2 separate regions of the Gossypium hirsutum genome follow, and region 2 is linked to region 1. Evidence: chromatin contacts called from public Hi-C data. All regions are on one chromosome and are shown on one strand. The core of a region is the stretch at or near the end of the contact, and the rest is flanking DNA. Distances in the headings are between cores, read along the strand shown. Region 1 holds the start of LOC107918530 (leucine aminopeptidase). Region 2 has its middle 39 kb from the start of LOC121225818.

Region 1 (6,585 bases), core at 129-2,628:
TTTAGCGGCATTTTTCGGAAAGAATCGCTAATGCTCGGGGATTTAGCGGCGTTTTTCGAAAAGCGCGCCGCTAATGCTCAAGCTTTAGGGGCGTTTTTCAAAAACGTCGTTAATGCTTGGGGCTTTAGTGGCGTTTTTCAAAAGGCGCCACTAATGCTCTGGGCTTTAGCGATGTTTTCCAATAAGCGCCGCTAATGCTCGGGGGCTTTAGCTGGGGCTTTAGCGGCGTTTTTGAAAAAGCGTCGCTAATGCTCTATTTTTAGCGACGTTTTTAAAAATGTGCCGCAAAAACCATTTTGTCTGTTTAATTGGTTTGTTTGTATTAATTAAAATTTAATTTATTTTTAATTGAATATTTAAAATCTTCAGAAAAATAATGACACGTAGAAATAATTTAAAATAAAAAAACATAGAAAAGTATTTGTTAAAAATGAAAAAATTAAAATACTATTATTTAAAATAATTTTAAAGTTTTTTGGGTACATTACTGATTGTTTTTTAATTTATATATTAAATAATTTCTTATATAATCGTAAAAGAGATAGTATTAATTTTAAAATATTGAATTAATTATCACTATAGTTTAGGGTTTTTGATTTAGGGTATATGGTTTAGAGTTTAAGGTTTAGGTGTTACCATTTTAAGGTTTATGGATTATGGGTTTATGGGTTATGGGTTATGGTTTAGGGTTTACGATTTAAAGGCTAGGGTTTAAGGTTTAGAGGTTATGTGTTAAGGATTTTTGGTTTTAGGGTTTTAGGGTTTAGGTTTATGGTTTAGGGTATATAGTTTTGGGTTTAAGATTTAGGAATTACTATCTTAAGGTTTATGGATTATGGATTATGGGTTTAGGGATTTTGGTTTATGGTTTAAGGGTTGGGGTTTAAGGTTTAAGGGTTATGGGCTAAGGGTTTAGGGTTTATGTTTTTTGATTTAGGGTTTAAGGGATAGGGGTTAGGGGTTTAGAGCTAACAAATTGATATAGATAGGTAACTATCTATTTTGGATAGGACCAAATTATAACAAATAAAAATGACATACAAAAACTGAAACCATTCCACATCGAACATCTAGCAAAATAGTTATATTTTAGTTAGGAAGAAATATCTCTAATAAAATGGAGATTAGATCGAAAATGAATAATATAAAATCATGATTAACGTCTCAATCTTTAATAGAAAATTGATATGTGAGAGATTAATTGCTTACATTGGATAATTCTAATATAATAATTAATTATAGCCATTTTTTTATTTTTTTCCTATTAAAATATACGATATTTATTTTGAAAGTACTTTGGTTTTTTTATAAAAATTCAATTTATAAAAAATAATAATAAATGTTTTATGAAGTCACTTAACTAATAATTTTTAACAGACAAAATAAAGAATTTTTAGTAGAGCAAAACAGCGTCATTTTGTTCAAAATGAAATGATTTTTTTGCGGCATTTAGCGGCGTTTTTAGCAAAAAATCATTTTACTTCAAAAAATCGGGCCATTTTACCCCAAAATTTCCCCCCTGAAATCCCTAATCTTCCCATGCCCAACAATATTTTCTCAATCGCTTTCTTCATCCTCAAATCCCCTCATGTCGGTCAACTTTCTTTTGATACCCGTTCGCTTTCCATTCACCAAGTTCTTTCTCCTATTACCCTTTCCCCTCTCCCTTTCTTTCTTTCCTCTTCACCTGACCCTGTCAAAGGAACCCAGCTTTCCATCTCGCTACCAGACGACGACGTTTTGAACTCCTTCTTCATCGTTTTCTCTACTTCCCCTTCTTCTTCTGCTCTCCAATGGCTATCCCCGCCGCAAACATTTAACAAAAAAACACCCTTTTGTATACCCAATGCTAGTGTATCCACACGCGTTCTATTTTCCCATGTCAAGACACTCCCGCAGCGAGAATCCGTTACTCTGCTTCGCTCAATGTCCCTCGGAAGTTATCTGTCGTTATGTCCACCCGCCATGTCGATAGGAGGTCACTGGTTTCTGGTGAAGGACATTCGCATTTGCTGCCTGGCGGGTTTAATTCGTTGCGGTTCTTTTGAACTTTCTTGCTATCCACAGTTGTATGGGGAAACCAAAGCACTACTGACCTCCGGCAAGTTCTTTCAAACTTTATTTCTTTCAAATTGGCGATTTAAATTTTCAAATTTGACTTATTGTAAGGATTTTTTTCTCATAATTTATGGTGAAACTTTACAGGGAAAGAAAAAGGAAGGAAATGCTGCGAGATATGTGACGAGGTCACAAGCTATTAAAATATGCTTTTAAATGTAAAGATCATACCTACTTCCGGGTATGCTTTGTGTGAGTTCATTCCTGGTTGTTTGCAAACTAATAACATTTTTAAAAAAATCTTTTTGTTTCTTTCTGGCTTTTATGTTATATGATTATTTAAAGTGTTTTCCTTTCTGTGTTATTTGATTTCATTTTGTTTAATATATCAATTGGCGCTTTAACTTGTACTTGTTTGTTTAATATATATATATTCAATTGTTAATAGTAGCTTTGAAATGAAATGATATGATTTTGGAGGAGGTATATTCATTTTGGTTGTCTTTCTTTCTTTTTCTGATTTAAGATGATTTGTGGAATTGGGTATTTACTATTATTTTTTCTTGTACAAATTAATCCATACTGGATAGATGAACCAAGTGAGCCGAACTTTGGGTTTTTGGTATCTAGGTATTTGATGCAAAATGAAGTTGTATGATAGCTTGGTTTGCCTTGTCCTAGCTTTATTAAGTTGAAATTTGAACTTGATTGAATCAAGTTAAATTTGCAAGCCTGCTTCTGTAAATCTAGTGCCTAGAGCTTGAGAATAGATGGTTTAAAGGACATTTCTTTATGTCAAGTAGTCTTCTCTTTTCTTGGATAAGAACTAAAGCATACTTTGTCGAATTAGGCTTGCTTTCTACTTAGAAGGCAAATGATCATCCCGCCTTGTGTAAGAGGAAAAATGATCTTGTCCTAGTTCTGGATCTTGTCCTAGTTCCGAGTCCTTACCATGCTTCCATTGCAATTGCCTAGAGGCTAGAAGCACACCTTTATGCTGCATTATTCTATGAGCTTGCAATATGTATTTGTATATTTGTGCTATGTTTGTATTTTGGTAGTGCTTGTAACTCTTTTTATATTCATATCAGGTAATTATATTGTAACCGTAACATATCGATCATAGTCGTGTATTTATTTATTTTTAACACCCAAATGTCATTTGGTGGGGTTTATATTTTTTTTAAAAAGAGAAATCAATTTTTTAAGACTGTGGAATAAAAAAACACACGGCCCTGTGCATTAAATATTAGTCCTTAATATAATGGTTTTTTCATTTTTACTATTGATTTAAATATGACAAAGATTTCTGTACTTTTTTGAAATTTAAATTTTAGTCCTTTAATTTTAAGACATTGAACCTGTGTATTTTTCTCATTTAAAAATTTTTGGTCCCTCCATTTAATTTTATCGTTAAAGTTAATAATATCAAAAGTAAAATAAATTTTTTAGCACTCAATATTTATATTTTTATAGTTTTTTAAATAAAATTATGTATTTTTAAAGCACAATGATCAAATTGACAAAAAACTATAAATATTGACAACTAAAAAAATTTATTTAACCTTTAATACTATTAACATTAGCGATAAAATTAGATGAAAGGATCAAAATTTTTATATAAAAAAAGTACAATAACTTAATATCTAAAAATTAAAGAATAGAGATTAAATTTTGAATTTTAAAAAATACATGAAATAATTAGATATTCTATGTCTAAAAATTGAATCCAAATCACAAGAGATTTAACTCTAAACACTTTACAATTTCATTTATAACTCAACTATTGCCTTTTTTTATAAATATAATTTTAATATCATATTTGTTTTTCGATCACTTAATATTTATTGATAATACCAATATTACAAACACTCTCCCCAATGAGAAAAAAAATCAATATCACCGAAGCCAAACCATATAAGAGGATTTATGGTAAAGAAGCTACCGAAAATACGCATCATTCAATCACATCTCACGCCCCAAAACAAGTCAAAACCGAACTTCAACCTCAACACAATTCGCCAACTTAACAGCCTATTCAACACAAAACCACTTAAATCGTCCCATTAGATTGACCTCAAAGAGATTACGCAATTAATATCCACCACACACACCCTTGATTTTATTAGGCAAAGGTTCCCCATTTTTTTTTTTTTTGCTTAACATAAGATTTAGCATGTTTTCTTAATTTGATATTTAAAATTTTATTTGGCACATATTTAAATTTTACACAAAATATTTTAAAGCGCTAACAGTGTTAACTTTTTTAAGAGGTGGCATACATAGCCAATGTATGATTGACACATGACATATGAAACTATCACAATTTCAAATGTGGAAGATACATAAAAATTTTAATTTTTAATTTTTTAATTAAAAATTAATATCCTTTCTTGGGAAATTCTTTACTAAAACTTAATTTTGTTTTCTTTCAAAAGCTAAACCCTAAACCATATTACAACTAAATCATTCATCTTCATCAGATTTCTTTGCAACCAAAGAAAGAAATCAATATCAAGTAATATTTGTATTTTATCTTGAGTGGGTCTACTGATTTTTTTTTATTTGAAAATCTCTTTTATTTTTTTCTTTTTATAAACCTTTTTTCCAATTTTTATTTATTGTTATTTTATTAAACATTGAAGGAATAAATTGCGTTTTGCTGTTGAAATATTAGGTTTTCAATATTTGAAACCCGAAATATGGTGTTATTTTAAATAGTGTTTTGTATTTAGGTTAGGTTTCTTTATTTGCTTTAAGGAGTTAATAATCAATTAAGAGTTCTTTTTGGATTTTCTTTGAAAATTATTTTATGAGTATTCAAAACTTATTTGAGGGTTCAAAATAAGCATTTAACTTGGAAAATCAAGTTTTTGAGATTTCAAATTTGAATTCATGCTCTGATTAGGTTTTCCTTGATATGGTTCAGAGTTATAATATGATTTGAAACTCATTTTGATTTTGAATAATTAATTTTTTTAAAATTTTTTTATAGCACATTTTTAAGGAACTTGCTTTTCTGAGGGTGAACTAAGTGAATTGAGATGATTAACTATGATTGTAGACAGGTCACGGAATAAAGGTTTTTTTTACTTGATATTTTTCTAATTTTTATTTTTATTTTGTTAGTTTGATGTTCAAATATTAGGTTTTCAATACTTTTTTAGGTAGACTAAAATAGAAAGCCAAAGGGAGTTAGGCTCCATGCAACCTATCACAGGAGGGTCCCTGTAATATCCAAGCAAAAGACATGTTTCAACGTGTCTGGTGAGTTCTCCAACCAACTGAAGCTGATTGGATTATTGTACGCAAGTCTCGATAGAAAATCAAAAGCCAAAATTTAAATCATATTTTGTGTTTGAGATAGGTTTTTTATTTGTTTTAAGGAGTTTGAAAAATAATAGTTGTCATTGTTGTTTGTACTGCATATATCACATGGAATTGGTATTTTAGTAACCAAATTACTTATTTGGAGTTTGGGTTGTTGGGATTTTTTTTTTAGTAAATATAGATTTATTCATGTGGTGAGGACATATTGTGGTGCCAATGATAAGCATTTGACTGTGTTGGATAGGAGCAATGTGGTGTTATGAAAACCAGGGTTTTCTTGTCGAAAGAATTGGTGTTGTAAGTTGGGTCTCCTTCTTCTTTCTATAAGTGAACAAATGTACAAGAAATATATTATAGCGGAAGGAAAAAGAAAGTAATGGCATTCAGTTATAATTTATTCACCTCAATAGTTTATATCAACCATTTTTGTCGTTGTGTAATATGATACGAGTCACATGTTTCTTGTCCTTTTAGAAAACGTTAAGGAATTGAATAACTAAAATTCGTTTATTTGAAAACCATGTTAAAAATTCTCTTGAATTAATAATAAACTGATCATGTTTTAAACTAAATAAAAATTGTCTCAATTTCCAAACATTATTCATTTCGATTGTACATAATAGTTAATTTGATTATGTTATTCTTAGGTTATTGTTTTATTATGCCGGTACTATTAAATTATGGTTTGAATTGTTTGATTAAAAATTAAATTGATTAAAAAAATATTATTCTCCCTTTATATCTCAAACTAAATATTATTGATTATGATTGAAACTAAAAACACAATGAACAAGTTTTGAAATATCGAATAATGAAATACAACATCAAATGAAATTGTAAACAAATTTGCTACGTTTATAGCAAAAAAAAAATCTAAAATATTTGCAAACATTCCTAAATAGTTCTAACATTCATAATAGTCTATTTTCATAGCCAACAACTAACTACATTGAGTAATTAAATCTTAACAGGCAAAGTTTTTAAATATTGCTATTTTTGAACTTTGGCATTTGTGTTTCTGCTCTCTTTTGTACCTATTGTTGCATCAATGTTAATTTTCTTCCTTTTGCTACTTTCTTTCTCTTAGGTAAAGAGATTAATGTTTCACCTTGAAACCCAGGCTTCATAAAAATCAAACATAGCATGAGTAGAATTAAACTTATACAATAAACCATAAATAAAACTTAAAAAGCAACT
Region 2 (6,253 bases), core at 194-2,693, 100 kb before region 1:
GAACATAACAATCCAATTTGTATTAGCTACTCTGTCTAAATGCTCTTGGATGTTTGTCTCTGGCAAGTTGCCTCTCTCTCAAGTAAAACGGTTGCCCTCAAATCCCACATCATTCAATCGACATTCCTCTAATGTTTTACGAAAAATTTCCATCCTTCTTTCATCCCTAGGTACCCCTCTTTTTTTTTCAAATCCATACATAATTTCATTGAAGTCTCCACAAACCAACCAAAGGATTTCTTCATCATTTGCTAAACTTTTCAAAACCTCCCACGAATTATTCCTATCTTGTATGTATGGGGAACCATAAAAACCTGTAAATCTCCAATTCACTCTTTTTCCTCATCTTTAACAATCACATCAACATGTCTTTTAGAGTAACTACGAAGCACAACTTCAATGTTAGTTCTCCATGCTAAGCACAACCCTCCTCTCGAGCCTTCTGATTCGACTTCGATTTCGTTTACAAAACCACACCTCCTGTGTGTAAATCTTATTTGTTTTTTACTAAGTTTTGTCTCCATAAAGAAGACTATTTGGGGATTATTATTCTTCAACAGATGCCGAAGTCTTCTAGCTGTCTGTTGTCTCCCCAAATCACGGACATTCCAACTTAAGATTTTTATTGTGCCCGGTCGGCATGCCTCTTGGCAGCCGCCGATATCAAGGAATGTACACCTTCCATCTCCCCTCTATTTCTTTTTTTTCCCTCTTCCCCTATTAAAGTTTCATCTTCAAGAGCCTGCTCCATATCCATTTCCATTTGATAAGACCAGGATTTATTTCTCTGTTGTTCTCCTGGTGACACCCTCCTTTCAAGGTTAAACCCTAAAATTGGATCAATAGATTTCCCTTTCTTTCCCTTTAGAACCTCATTCTGTTGGTTAAACCCGTCAATCCTGTTCTCCATCCACCTTCCTTCTAATTTCCCTTCCCCCTCCTATCGCAACCAAATGCTATTCATTGATAGAGCTTTTCGAGATGGTGTCCGTAGTGTTAAATCCCATCCCATTCCAGTAATCTCCCTTCGAACCCTCATTTTTTCTTCATAAAAAAGTCATTAGGACCCAAACGTCTACAAAAAAAACAAAACAGTGGTAGACTCTCATACTTAAATTTAACATGTGAACATATCCCACCAAAAATAATCTGCTTCTTCCTTTTCAACAGTTTCCTGATATCAATCTGAACTCTAATTCTCAAGAAATTTTGATTCTCTTTTCCCAACTGACACATCATACTCCAAGAAATCTCCAGTAAAATTACCTAACTGTGTTGCTAGACTTTCAGTAAATAAACCTATTGGGACGTCATGAATTTGTACCCAAAAAGGACTAAAAATTAATGGAACCTTCAATGGATCTTCTCTCCTCCTTATTTTGCAAAGTATTAATCAATGATTATTAAAAGTCCATGGTAGACCCTTCAAAACTCTTTCCATGTCCATACTGTGAAAAAATTTATCCCCCAGATCTCGAATTTGCACCTCTCATAGCAGGAAAGTGGATTATGCTTGCTGTTAAGAAGCAACCTACAAGCTGAAAGTCCTCCCTTTCTTTTTGCATGCTAGGTTCAGTCTGGATCTGTAGAATTTCCTTCTCTTCTTAATATGATAAAGTTGTCATGACTTTAATGAAATTAGAATTGAGTTTAGAAAATTATTAAATTGATAAACTAATTTAGTTAATTTTATTAATTAAATTAAGTAAATAAATAATATTTATTTTGGGAAATAGAAAACTAATATTGGGTTGAATTAAATTATAAAATGCAGGGTAAAAGTTTATAAAACATATATAATTGAACTTAATATAAGAGAGACGACACACCCTAGTAAATATTAGTCTCCTAGTTAGGCTAGGGGAGTGTTTTCTATTAAATAAATATTATTTTGTGTTGCCCTTATTCAATTAGGACTTTTCTAACTAGTATAACGATTTACACAGTTTTAACATAAGATTCATATATTATTATTCTACCAAAAAATAGTGGAAAGTTATTTTTTAAGAATAATTTATATTTTCTGTGAATTACAATTTCTATTGATTTCTATTTGAGAGAATTACTTTCCTACTGAATGTGATTAAATCATTCTAGTTTTGTGTTTGCTTCGTATTGCTCGAGCTCATACTCAAAGCAATTTAGTGTACGAGGATAGCAAAAATATAACACACCAAACCCTGTTTAGACATTTTGACTGAATTTTGGAGGTTATATCAACAACTTAAGAAAATCGATTGCTTAACCTTTTTAAACACTTTTTGATTCTAACGAAAACCAATAATACGAAAACCCGTATTGTTTATCTTTTAGAAAACTTAACTGGTACAGAGAATAAAAGCATGTTGATTATCTAATTCAGAATCTCGTATAGAGACATGCTCACAAATTTACACATACAAACAAGTCTACAAATTTATTAAATCTAACATGCTCACAGAATATTTGCATATAACGACCTGCATAATAGGGTAGGGTAGTCTTATCATACGTTAGTCGTAATCACATAACCAATTACAGATTTTCACGAACTTGCACATTTAACTTAAATAAACTGTTCGAAATGAGCCCACACGGACAGGCTCTACTTGTCCAGCCCGTGTGGTCCACATGGCTAAGCACTGCCCATGTGGCATCGACTACCATTTTCGATTTCACAAAGTTTCACTAATTTTTTAGGTTTGGGTCACACACTTAATCATTATCAAGATGTCGACACTAAAACAACACTTCCAGTTCTGTATACATCATCCAAACCTAATCAATCAGTAAGAAAACACAAAAATTGAATCATGAATTTGAATCATGAATTACTAGAATATTCGGCCAAATAGCACTAGGGCATTCAACCCTTACCAAATTTACACAAACCAACCTCTCTAACTAGGGCATTCGACCACTTACCCAAAGAAGAAGCGATTTCCAAAGTTCTCAATTCGCTAGAGGTTTATACGTCTTAAGATCTTCTCCTAAGCAGAACCAAAATGATTAGTCTATCATGATTTTTCCTAAATCAACCAAATAAAACTCTCAAATAAGTTCAAAATCACCCTTTTAAATAAAACAAATGGACGTACTTATGAAAAGTTATGAAACTATATGAAATTTCTAAATCACACACGGCCAATTGGCAAGAATAAAATGTTAACGACAACACTATAGAAGTCTAGCGTTTGGACAACAACAAAGTTGTATAAAGGGACAACCAAAAAGGAAAAGAACAAAAAAGTGTTTACGTGAGACTATAGATGAGACCGACAACAGAGAAGGGAAATAAGAAAAATAAAAATATAACATCCCAACATAAGGCCTAAAAGTTTTGTGCTCACACGTAAGGGTTCGCCAATGTTTCAAAAAATTGGGGTTCGACAAAAGAGTTTCAGCAAGGAGTTCACCCAAAATTTGGTGAAACAATATACACTAAAAGATGTAGTAAGGGGGTTCACTAGATTCATTGAAAGTGTATTTGCCAAACTATTTAGTGAGCAAGGATTCACAAGTCTGTTTGGTGAGTTGGGGTTCGCCAGTTGAGTTGCAAACTGGGTGTTCGCAAGTCAAAGTCAAGTCAGAATAAAATTAGGAAATAAAAATGTTGTGTATCTAGGATACTTTTCGTGTACGTAACCTTCTTCTGAACGGACTAAGGTTCCTAAGTCTAGTAAGGTATCCTAAGATCACTAAGTCATTTAGTGCCTAATTAATGTTTTAATCGGAGTGAAAAACGATATTAATTGCCAAAATTTGATAGTCACTTAGTGTTTATTAATACAACCCTTATCCGATGTTAATTGTGAATTTTATGCTCCTGGTCTTTTAAGGATAGAAAAATAAGTGAAAACTGAAACGTCGAAGCAAGCTACAAGAGCCACATGGGCTGAAGCATTCCACGCGACCAGAGTACACGCTCATGTGACCCACATGGGCGTATGGTAGGCCATGTCAATTTCACAGAATTGCGTATCGAACTGCAAAAAATAGTGATTTTTAGGTTTTTCGAGCATTCTTAGATGTATATATGACAAAAATAAGAAGATAGGAGGAAGTCGTTAGAGAATACTCAGGAAAAAAACTCGAAAAACACCATTGAAGTAAATTTTGAAGTAGATTTCTGTCAAGATTGTAGATTTTCATTTGATTTCTTAGGGTATTATCATGAGTTTATTTATTCCTTTTGGTTATACTATATATTGGGTGTTTTTATTTTCAAGCATGATCTAATTTCAAAATACCTAGGGGAGATTAACCCTATGATGGATTCTGTCATTTGATTTTTATTTTACGTAATAAATACTTAGTTTCTTGTTCTCAATTATGTGCTTAATTTTTGGTTTCATATTTCAAGATTATTAATCCCTATTTGATTTTCTTAAATCGAAGGTTCAATAGACTTTGTTTAAGAGTAGATCTTGCGTAATTAAGTGGAGGTGCATGCAATCTTAGAAATAGGATGACATAAATCTATCAGATTAGAGTCAAATCTAATAGGGGAATCCATAGCACGAGCTAATGCGATAATAGGGGTTTTAATTAGAAAGAAATTTTAATTAATCAACCTAGAGTCAGTTGCTCTTATGCTCAAAAGAGATATTTTCTTAATTTAGGGGTTTCTACGAATCAAGATACTAAAGTGAAGAAATTGCATAATTTAGATTGATAATCAACCTAGGTTGATTCTTTCCTGGGTATTGTTTTACTTCTTGGTTGTTAATCGATTATTTTCTTGTTTTATTATTTTTCGTGTTCATTAGTTAATTAATTTAGTTAATTTTAGTTTTAGTCAATCACTTGAATTATTCAGTTAAATAATAGAAAGACGATAATCAATAGAAATTTTATTCTTCGTGGGAACAATATCTTTGCTTACCGTAGCTATACTATTAATTTATAGGTGCACTTGCCTTTGCCAAAATTTTAGTTAGTTATATAGGCATCGAGATTTTTGCGTCGTTGTCGAGGGCTAGAATATTAGGAAAATTTTATTTCTATTAATTTAGCCATTTTTTATTTTTATTTTAATATTTTTATTTTTAATTTAATTGTTACATTTTAATTTTTTTTGTTAGATTCCTATAAGTTCCCTTAGTTTATGACTAGAGGCAACCCGTTGGAACAGTTAATTTTTTATAGTGAGATCGAAAAAATTGCTCGTAGAAATTGTAAATAAGGTAGAGAAGCAAGGCAAGGTTAACTGCTTTTAATAGATGACCAAGAGCAAAAGATATTATTATGTTGATGGATAGTAACCCTATTAATTACGAACTTCTTGCACGTCCTACTCCTTGGACTATGTATGACTATGTTAAGCCCACTCTAGTTGGGGATGAATCGAGTATTGTCAGATTGACTATTGCTGTAAATAATTTTGAGATTAAGCCGAACACAATTTAGATGGTGCAACAGTATGTTCAGTTTGATTGGTTGCAAGATGAATATCTGAATGCTTATTTAGCTAACTTTTTGGAGATCTACAACAATTTAAGATCAATAGTGTTACTGATGATGCCATATGTAACGCCCCAAAGTTTGTATATTTGTTTCCGTGTATTTATGATACAACAGTGTATCTGCTTCAGTGGTTAAGTGCTTTGGGTGTGTGTGCGAGGTCTTAAGTTCAAGCCTTGTCCTGGGAAAATTTTTGTATTTTTCTGAACGAAGCCCTATCACTAGTCAGTAGGCTTATAATTAAATGTTAATAAAATATGTCAGAATGGGCTTGCTGGTCTGGTGGTTCAGTGGAGTGTAAATAAGCTGGAAGTCTGGAGTCCGAGTCCTTGCGCAAACAAGGGATTTATTTTGCTGCTTGCACCGTGTGGGTGTTTTGGTTTAGCCGAAATACTGAAGTGTTTAAGTGAAATTTGAATTCGATAGTTGAGAGGAAGTGGTGGACGGTTTTGGGGAGTGGAATTAGGGATATGGGGAGAAAAATTAAGGGTAATGAGTTTGAAAATATCTGAAATTGGGTGGTTACAAGTTCGGCTCTCCTCCCTCACTCTTTCAGATTTCCTGGCGGTTTTTCTCTCTGCCAAAACCTCTGCTGACATTGTTTCCTTCCTCTTACTTCTCTTTTTGCGAATTAGGCTTTTCACTCTGGTTCTCAAGTTTTGCTGCCGTTCTTGCTTTTCCCAAATCCCCCTTGTTGCCAAAGTTTGTTCTTTTCTCTGCTGGAAAGTTGTTTCTCCATTTTCTACCGAAACTCCCCCTTCTTTTCCCTCTTCTCTCTCCAATTTTTCTTCTTTCTTATCAACATTGGCTG

Evidence for each region. A called contact is a pair of places that touch in the nucleus more often than the background predicts.
Region 2: a contact with region 1 is called in a Hi-C map of petal, with 4 times the contacts expected there. The contact joins the enhancer-like site here to the promoter of LOC107918530 in region 1. A contact is called at or near these places in 4 of 34 Hi-C or Micro-C datasets (callus, hypocotyl, leaf and 1 more).

The regions. Positions count from the first base shown.
Region 1 is chrD13:48,772,927-48,779,511 of Gossypium_hirsutum_v2.1, reverse strand. It overlaps LOC107918530 (leucine aminopeptidase), which reads left to right and starts at 1,378. Exons shown (of 2, transcript XM_016848104.2): 1 at 1,378-2,101; 2 at 2,206-2,468. The coding sequence starts at 1,432. The coding sequence ends at 2,261.
Region 2 is chrD13:48,874,016-48,880,268 of Gossypium_hirsutum_v2.1, reverse strand. No RefSeq gene overlaps it. Among protein-coding and RNA genes, the nearest start is that of LOC121225818, 39 kb to the right of the region's middle. Within about 2 kb of position 1,443, at least 3 of the 9 cell types and tissues checked have an H3K27ac peak or open chromatin away from gene starts, as enhancers often do.